Linked DNA regions of Mus musculus: region 1 is linked to region 2. The links are chromatin contacts, called in public promoter capture Hi-C maps. All regions are on one chromosome and are shown on one strand. The core of a region is the stretch at or near the end of the contact, and the rest is flanking DNA. Distances in the headings are between cores, read along the strand shown.

Region 1 (4,775 bases), core at 261-2,760, 530 kb before region 2:
TAACTTATTAACTTCAGGTTATATTTTCAAGTTTGGTTTTGTTTTTTGTTTTGTTTTGTTTTGTTTTTAATCTGTGGACTGGCCCTGGGGGTGGACAGAATTCTGTTTATAGAAGCAATACTTAAAACAAAATTTAGTAAGTAAATAAAGTATGTCTGAAGCCTCATTCATGTTTCCAATACCTGGCAGCCTTATCTCTTCGGCTTCCACCGAGGTTTCTAGGGCAGCCTTTAGTTAGTATACTGGGTAGGTAGGCTCCGGAAATCTGCATGCAGTATTGGTAGAAAGGAAGGCTACTCCCCCCTCAGAGAAGTGACTACCCGAGGTGTCAGGGTCTCCTGCCTTTCTATCCAGCATTCTTCCTGCAAGCCTGCTGTGGTCTTGGTCTCAGAGCTGCCTGGACCTTTCCCAAATTGCAAAAATCATTGGAGTCACCTGAAAGGAACAGAGGGACCACTTCTTAAATAATAGCTGTAGTATTTGATGGCAAGTAACAGTTGATTCAGGAAGAGTGAGATCCTTACTACAGGAGAAAGGACAAACCTCTAAGCTAGAAGGATAGTTATTCCCTTCGGATCCATTACGGTGTACCACGGGCATGGAGAAACTGGAAACCTTGCTCAAATAGCAGGATCTCCAGACACCACTACCTACCTCTACCCAGGGCCTCTCCGCGTCTTAGTTGAAAGCAGACGGGCAGAGGGAGCCTCTCTGGGGTCTGGTTTGGCATTCTGTCTGTTCAGGGACTTCTGAGGACTTCCTCTCCCTCTGCTTTCAGACCCTGCACATCTGACATCCTCTCGCCTGGCTCTGGACGGGAGTGTTTAAGGTGCCCTATTTACTGGTCTGCTCATTGGCTAATGGTGTCATTCCTCTGCCTGCCTTTCAACCTGCTGTTGGAATCTTAATGATGTTCCTTTAACAGCCCAGAAGAACGCAGAGCGAATACCGAATGATTTCTGCAGAAAGCTGCTTCTGCAGTTCTTCACTCCATACCCCCACCCCAGATGAGAACCTCAGCCCTCTGGCAGGAATAAGCGCCCAGCCCTCTCCTGAGAGGAAAACCCTTTGTTTTAAGAAACTGAGCAGATGCTTGCATACCTATGTGGTGAGGCAGCCCAAGCTGGGCTTAGAGAGGAGCCTCAGAAAGACGATGGTGGAGCAGCTATTTTCTTCTCCTACACGTGCACCCCCATCTGTTCGAGAATTCCCTTCCAACTCCAGCTTGGCTGGCTGGCATGTCCCTAAGAAGCTGCAGGCCAAAATGGAAGAGGACTGATTCCCTCCTCCACACATCCTGACTTGCTGCCAATTGCCAGAAAAAGAGGGCAACGTTTGGGCATTTACCAAAAGACAAGGATGTGCCTTTTCATTTGTCTTTATTTTACATTTAAAAAGTGGTTATTGCTCTAACTGGATTGGAGGTAAGGACCTCCCTTAAGGAGCCTTGGCCTTGCAGCCCCGTTCAGCAGGGATGGAAGTCACGAGACAATGAGTGGAACCTCATTCCCTCCCAGGAGGAAGCCCTTAGTATTGCTGACATCTGCCCTTATCCGTCCCTCCTCTCCTGTGCTACCCGCAGTTGGAGCGAGCACAGTGGTGGCTGACCCAGCTTGGAGAGCTGTTAGAGACCCGAATGAAGGGGCAGTCATTGGGTGATGGCTTTCAGCTCTCTGACTTGGGCACCTGTGCTCAACATTCAGTACCACAGATATTTTACCAAGCACCTACTATGTGCTGGGAACAGCCACCCACACTCCCTTGGCCACCGATGGAAGATACAGAGTTCGTTCGCCTTTCCAGTGCAGGCGTCTGGCAGCCACTGTGCTTCAGTCTCCAAGAAGTCTGCTGCCACATCAAGCACCTTTTTTTTTTTAAACCAGTAAGGGGCAGAGGAGAGGAGGGGGAGGGAGGGAGAGAGGGAGCACACTAGCTGTCACTTTACACTGCAAGCTCTAGGGAAGTAGATGAGAGCCCTGGGTAACTTTCAGAGGACCCTGAATGAGATGGCAAGATAGTGACAGTGGCTGCTCTCTGCTCTCTGCCTGTCTGGTGTAAACGGCTTTCCAGTAGCTCGCTCAGCAGTTCTTTATGCTGTAGGATGTAGGTGTTTTCAGTTATCCAAGCTGACACTGCTGCCCCAGCCAAGGCACTTCCTTTAAACGCGGGCAGTACCTTCTTCCAGAGCTTCTTAAAACTCCACACAGATGATCTCACCACAAAGATCTATCTTTGTGCAAGCTAGATGCAAGCAGACATGGAGGCCTTGGCAGAGCGGTCTGCATTCTGGAGCAAAGCCCTCCAGTGGTGTTTTCCAAGAGTCCAAACAACTGGCATCATACACATTTGCAAAGGTGCACCTTGTACCACAGATGTCCTTAGTGGCTGAATCCAGAAAGTGTCTGACAGAGTCAGGACCCTTGAAAAGCTGGCAGCACTGCAGCCTCCCTGGTACCATTGGTCTGACAGACACAGTTCCAGATAGTCTTGGTAGCTGCTTTCTCCCAGAGCTTTGTGCATTTTCTCAAAGAGGAAGCCAGTCCAGGAGAAGTAAGGCAGGACTCTCCCATGTACTTGTGCCTTCTTCAGAATGGGGCGCAGTCTTTTAGCTTTGTGGCTTATTTGATTTTTTTTTTTTTTTTTTTTTTTTTTTTTTTGCAGAATTTGGGTTTGTAGTTCAACCTCCTCTGTCAGACTAAGGTAGGGAAAAGGAAAAACTGTGGCTAGCTGTGCCCCCACCGCTTCTACAGCTCTCACCCCGTGCCCAGGAAGGACACAGGGACTAGCGGAGGATGAAGCCCATCCCTTGCAGATGGGGGTACCCATGCTTTGATGATGTTCACAGAGGGCTTCTTTGGAAACCAGGAAGGGAACAGATAAGAGAAGTGTCCAGAGCCGGTTGAATGGATTTCATGTAAGGTAGGAAATGGGACAGAGGAGAAAAGGAACAGCGGGGCTGCAGCTTAAAAGCCAGACTCTTGTCCCTCGCAGAAATAAAAAGAATAGCCCTGCCTGGAAGTCTCGTCTTTCTCCCCTTTCACACACAGCCTTCGGTCAAGCTGAGTGGCCCAGATGTGAGTCCTGTGCCAAGAGCCTTGGCACTCAGTCTACCCCGCAGCAATGGCATCCCTCCGGCTGGGTCTCTCTCATTCTGCAGCTCTGTCTCTGGGTGTAGCTTCAGCCATGGACATTGCTGAGGTACTCCTGGAGCTAGGGGTTAGTGAGAGGCTTCAGGAACTGATATCAGAAAGAGAGAAGCCAAGAGAGAGGATAATAAGCCCGATGATAGGAGAAGATGGAGGTGGGAGGAGCCGCAGAGCGGGCCAGATGCATGTTGGACAATCACCGTCAGAAGGTCCTCTCGCATTCTCTACTGTCTTCTGAGCTGCTCAGAGCAAGCACTGTAAATGTGTCATCATATCTGGTTTCATAGAAGAGGAAGTGAAGGAACAGAGGTAAGACACTGCCCCAGGCCATGTCACCCCTTCTCCTGCTGACCCAACCACAGCAACCAGGAACTCTGCCTTTCCCATTGGCTGTCTTAAAAAAAAAAAAAAAAAAAAGACACTGGCCCTTGGCACTCCGCAAAAGGCAAGGATCCAAAATCAATTTGCAGTGTCCCCTGTGTCACACCGGCAGCAGCCAAGCTTGGCTTTGCCCAGCTGCTGCCACGCCAGGTCCTGAGCTGACCCCTTCCCTTGTGCAGTCTAGGGACTACAGATGTCTAAGGACACCCACCAAGCCAAGGTGTTCCCCTCACCTTGCTGCGGAGGAGACCCCCACCCTGATGCTCCGGTGTGCTGGTTTCTGATGCGCTCTTGGTTTTCTCCTTGTTGTTATTGGGCTCGTTGTCCTTGATGATATCATACTGGCGGCAGAAGAGAGCTATAACACCTAAGGAGTTAGGCAGGGGCAGTCTGAGTTCTCGCCTTGCCTGCCAGATCCCTTCTAGGGCTCACTGCCATCCCCGAATGGCCTCTGCCTTGCTGCTGCAGCCTCCCTCCAGCCTCTGGCTCCTTTTCCCCCCTACCTGGCCCCCAGCCACCCCTATCATTGCTGCTGGGCTGGTTCCCCCACAGCATGAATCTGATCATGCCTTCCTGTTACCCTTTCTTTAAGCCTCTGACAGCTACCACAGAAATTATCACGGCATTTACTGAGCACATGCCAGGCCCTGTGCTGTGCACTGACGTAGCCAATCTCACTTGATCCTCACAACTCCAGCCTATTATTATCAGTCCCAGGGTACAAAGGGAGCACACTGGTGTGACAGTTTCCTTAACTCAAGGTCATGCCACGGTGCGGCTAGGAGGTGTCGAGCAGAACCTGCTTGCTGTCTACTATCAGCCCAGGAAGGTGGTTAGTATTCACACTGCTAACTCCAGTTCGCGGTGTGTACCGCTTCTTTCTCGATCCTTGCTGGATAGCTCTCCGCTTTCCACCATAGTAGATAAAGCCCAACAGCTCCTACTTTTCTCTCTAACATCCTAACAGACTCCCGTTGCAAGTTTGGGTTAGTTCTTTGTTTATAGTGTTATGATTACATAAACACAGTCCATGCCGAGTCTAATAATGTACCATACTTAACCCCCCTTTCCATAGAACCCTGTCATCCTGCCTTTTCTCGAGTGCCTGTTCTATGTGCCTCAGAAACCCTTCTCCCTGCCCCAAGTGCGTCTTCAACAGAATCTGCCTTCAAACACCACGGTAATCAGGCTTGAGCGTGGTGTTCCAATCTCTCAAGGGACTCTAGTCTCCAGCCTCCCCCCCGCCCC
Region 2 (4,583 bases), core at 1,262-3,761:
AAAACTAAGATGTAGAATTCCCCCAAATGCAATACTAGCTGACGTAGTGAGCCCTTTCCCAATGCTAGCTACTGTCAAATTTGCTCAAGTTTCATGGGTCTCAATAGAAATAATAGCCAGTAGTCGTTCAACCTTATGAACGCCAGGAGGGAGACAAGCTCTTCACAAACTTTGCATATTTTTTTCCCAACAACACTCAAAGGAAGATTTCAGTATTATTACACCCATTCTCCAGACGAGGAAACTGAAGCCTTAGCAGTTTAGGGGAGTATCTTAGTTTGGGATTTCCATTGCTATAAAGAGACACCATACACCAAGGCAACTTTTATAAAGGACAACCTTTAATTGGGGCTGGCTTACAGGTTCAGAGGTTCAGTCCATTATCATCATGTCTGGAAGCATGGCAGCATCCAGGCAGGCATGGCGCTGGAGGAGCTGAGAATTCTTTTTTTTTTAAAAGATTTATTTTATTAATATATGTAAGTACACTGTAGCTGTCTTCAGACACTCCAGGAGAGGGCGTCAGATCTTGTTGTGGATGGTTGTGAGCCACCATGTGGTTGCTGGGATTTGAACTCTGGACCTTTGGAGGAGCAGTCAGGTGCTCTTACCCACTGAGCCATCTCACCAGCCCGGAGCTGAGAATTCTACACCTTGTTCTGAAGGCAAACAGAAGACTCTTTCCAGGCAGCTAGGAAGAGCGTCTTAAAGCCCACCCCCACAGTGACACACTTCCTCCAACAAGGCCACACCTCCTCATAGTGCCACTCCCTGGGCCAAGGATATTCAAGTCACCACAGGGAGGTAGCACAATTGATAAGGTACCTGCCACATGTTCAATAAGGGTCTCAGTTCAGGTCCTCAGCATTCATATAAAAGCCAGGAGTGTCAGTGCCATAGGTAACGCCTGTACTGGCAAGTGGGATGGGGAGGCAGAGACAGGCAGATTCCCAGAGCTCATGGGTTAGCTAACCTAGCTGGATCCTTCAGTTCAGTAAGAGACCCTCACTCTAGTAATCAGGGTGGAGAATGCTCCAAAAAGGGCATTCATTTTGACCTCAGGCCTCCACAGGCACATGCACCTGCATGCACAGTGCATCTATCCACACAAACATGTTTACAAAAGAGGCGTTTGGAGTTTGCTGGAGGCTTTGCAGCTAGGGAGTATCAAGGCATAGATCCCACATTGAAAGCAAGTGGCTGGACTCCATGTTTTACCTACATATTATCTTTAATCTCCCAGGAACCTACCCTGAGATGGAGGTTTTGTTCTGTCACCTAAATTTTACAGCTGAAAAAAAAAAAAGACAATCGTGATGGAGTTGTTTGTTTGTTCAAGGACATACAGATGGGATGTATGAATTGGGGTTTGAATCTATGGCTGACTGACTACAAGACCCACATTTCCAGCTTCCTATTAGATGGCTCATACCTCAAGAGTATTTACAGTGTTTATCATAGGGTTTCTATTGCTATGACAAAACGCAGTGACCAAAGCAACTTGGGGAAGAAAGGGTTTATTCGGCTTACACTTCCACGTTGTAATCTGTCACTGGAGGGAGCCAGGATAGGAACTCCCACAAAGCAGGAACCTGGAGGCAGGAGCTGATGCAGGGGCCATGGAGGAAACGCTGCTTACTGGCTTGCTCAGTCTGCTTTCTTACAGAACCCTAGACCACCGGCCCAGGGGTAGCCCCACCCACAATTGCCTGAGCCCTCCACTATCAATCATTACGAGAAAGTCCCGCAAGTTCTCCCATAGTCCCTCTTATGAAGGCATCTTCTTCACGGAATCTCTCTTTTCTCTGATGACTCAAGCTCGTGTCAAGTTCGCATGAAACTAGCCAGGACCGTGGAACAAAGCAACTAAGTATTACACTAAGATTATTCAGCTACAGGGATTAACGTGTTTCTGACACCCAGGGATTCAAACTCCGTAAGACTAATTTACATAAAAATGGCTAGTATCTGCTATCTATAGTTGGATCCTGGATCCGAATTAACAGTTCTAGGTTTATTGCCTCACTGATGCCTCACATAAACCTGTCACATGAATGCTATTATTCTTACTTCACAAGTGAAGAGGTGAGATATAGAACTCTGCCAAACCACTCAACTAAGTTGTGAATTTGTGAATTTGAAATTGTAGTTACAACAGACAAACTCTCTCTTGCCCAATAGATGGTCACTGTATTCACCCTCTTTCCTTTTTTTATTATTTTTCCCTACTCTCTCCAGCTCAACCCAGGGGGCCCCACGCTTCTTCAGTAGACCCCGACCCCACGCCCTTCTAATCTAGACTCCACCCAGTAGGCGGCACCGTCACCGCAGAACCAATGGAAGAGAATAGTATCGAGCTACACCCCCCCAGGCATTGGCCCTGCAAGATTTGTTCCGGTACCAGAGCGCCTGAGAAGATGAGGCACTCATTGGCTGACGTCATCTGAGAGGCGGCCGATAGAGGAGTGGCCACCGGTGCTCGCGCGTTGCCTTTTGGGAGTTGTGGTCTCAGAGATCGGGTTCCAGGGCTGGCGGCGCTGGGACTATGCGTCCCAGCATCCCCTGCAAGAGCCCGGGAGCACTTCCGGCCTGTTGAGAAGTGGGTGTCTCTGTGGGTGAGTCTGGGTGGCGGATGGGGTGCAGTTGAGAATCAGGCGCTGGGCTGGAGGCTTTGGAGGTGGTGGTACCCGCGGGGGAGGGGAGCTGGGAAGGTGAGAGGGGAAAGCAAGCATCGTGGCGTGTGTGTGTGTGTGTGTGTGTGTGTGTGTGTGTGTGTGTGTGTCGGGGCGGGAGTGCGGGCGGGCAGAGGCTGCAGCGTGTGGAGATGGGCAGGGTCACCGAGGGGTCGGGATGAAGAGTGAGTTGGAGAGGCGGGCAGTGAGACGGGTCTTACCGAGGTCTGTGGGTAAGGTGGTAGAGATGCGTTTTGGCTGTGAGGGGAAGTTACCTTAGGGTCTAGAAAAGCACAATCAAGGGAAGAGAGAACTCAAGGGCCCTGGCAAAGAAGTGAAGAGGCCCTGAGCGGAAAGTCTGACCTTAAAATAGTGCTTCATTCTCGACACCTGCGTTCATGTCATCTGTGACGGGACTGGCTATTGTGTTCAATCCCAAACCTGTACTTCTTTCCTCATAACTGATAGAAGTGAAAGGCATCTTTATCTACTGACCCGCCCACCCTCGACTGACCCGCCCACCCCTGCTGACCCGCCCACTGACCTACTTGTTTTACCAGCTGATTCCACCTGCGCCTGCATTCTTCTTCATCCACGCCGTTTGCTGTACACTGTTCGAGGCTTGCCATTTCTTTAGTATCTCTTAAAATGACCTCTGTCTTCCGGGAGCCTCTGCAGAAGTGTCCACATTTTCATTTCTCCAACTCGGAGAAACATTGCAGCTAGTGTGATCTGTTGAAACCCTCAACTGTATACCTTCCGTTTGTTCTCCAGCTTGGAATCCATCCCTGGCATGCAACACGTGTTGAATGGAATCTGATCTAGTAGATTCTTCATAATGCTCTTTGCAGCCCACTTTTCCCATACTGCACGCTCCGGGGCTGCCAAGGTGTTTCCCATTCTCCAGGTGGGCCATTTTGCTTCTCTACTATTTCATAGCCTGCCTCTCTGCTGTAACCTCCCTCCCCCATTCTCTCTGCGTTGTACTCAAGAACCAAATCAACAGTTCCTTAAGCAAATTGCCACCTCCAACTTCCCAGCTCCCAAATCACACTTTCTTTATGACATTGGATTAATATAATTATCTGTGACTTTTAAATTTATTAATTATCATTATTATTATTTGTCTCTTCCACTAGATAGCTTCATCAGGGCAGGCAGTGTCTGGATCATCTCCATTTTCTTTGGTCCAGCCCAGAACAGCAGACATCTAATGTAGATCCAGCAAATGAGTAAAGACTTGGTGAATGTGGGCTAAAGACTCTCAGGGGGAGCTTTGTTAGACCACGTTTGAAAATGGCTACGGACTTCCAGGGCTGTGAGCTTCAATCTTCTTCCTGACATCGATATCTGCTGGGAGCTGAGGTTGTTGGGGGCTTAAGGACAGTGTTGGCCAACACATAGGGATGCATACAGCGGCTTCCTTTACCTGAGGCCCGGCAGCCATTGCTAATTGATCACAACATATATCCATATGGAGCTCATTTCTCAGCAGACTCCTCTAGGTAGCTTCCCCCATGATGGAGGATGGTCGGCTAAGTGAGGCCTATCTGCCACCCCCAGTTCCAGTCCTTAGATGCGAGTCTCCCCTCTTACAGCCATAGATTGCATAGTTAGCCCAGTAGGACTGACAACCATTGGGAGCTCCCAGCTGCTTAGAGGATCCCAACCAATCTGGTCCTCTCTCTGGACCGAGGGAGCATCTTCTCTCCTCCTCTGTTGTCACAGGAGTGGGTGGAGGGGGGGGGGGAACTTAGCTCCGCATTCACATCCAGTACCCAGTTGCCAAGGCCCCGCTCAGCTTCCCTGTGGTAAAGTGGAACAACTTAAAAAAAAAAAGGTTTTTGTTTTTTTGTTTTTAAATTAAATGTGAGAATTTTATACAGTGAATTCTGGTGGCCCTGATTTTGA

The links. Promoter capture Hi-C pulls out the DNA fragments that hold promoters and counts their contacts.
Region 1: a promoter capture Hi-C map of hippocampal neurons shows a contact between it and region 2, with 2.5 times the contacts expected there. The contact joins the enhancer-like site here to the promoter of Zscan20 in region 2. A contact is called at or near these places in 4 of 39 promoter capture datasets (the HPC-7 cell line, embryonic stem cells, hippocampal neurons and 1 more) and 2 of 115 datasets of contacts at active chromatin or transcription factors (T-cell acute lymphoblastic leukemia and embryonic hindbrain).

The regions. Positions count from the first base shown.
Region 1 is chr4:129,141,181-129,145,955 of GRCm38.p6, reverse strand. Fndc5 (fibronectin type III domain containing 5) reads right to left here. Exons shown (of 6, transcript NM_027402.4): 5 at 3,761-3,894; 6 at 1,363-3,421. The coding sequence ends at 3,416. Among named protein-coding and RNA genes, the nearest start is that of Fndc5, 6.6 kb to the right of the region's middle. Within about 2 kb of position 1,510, at least 78 of the 459 cell types and tissues checked have an H3K27ac peak or open chromatin away from gene starts, as enhancers often do. A contact at or near this core is called in T-cell acute lymphoblastic leukemia and hippocampal neurons, where this site is marked.
Region 2 is chr4:128,608,026-128,612,608 of GRCm38.p6, reverse strand. It overlaps Zscan20 (zinc finger and SCAN domains 20), which reads left to right and starts at 2,511. Exons shown (of 8, transcript NM_177758.4): 1 at 2,511-2,615.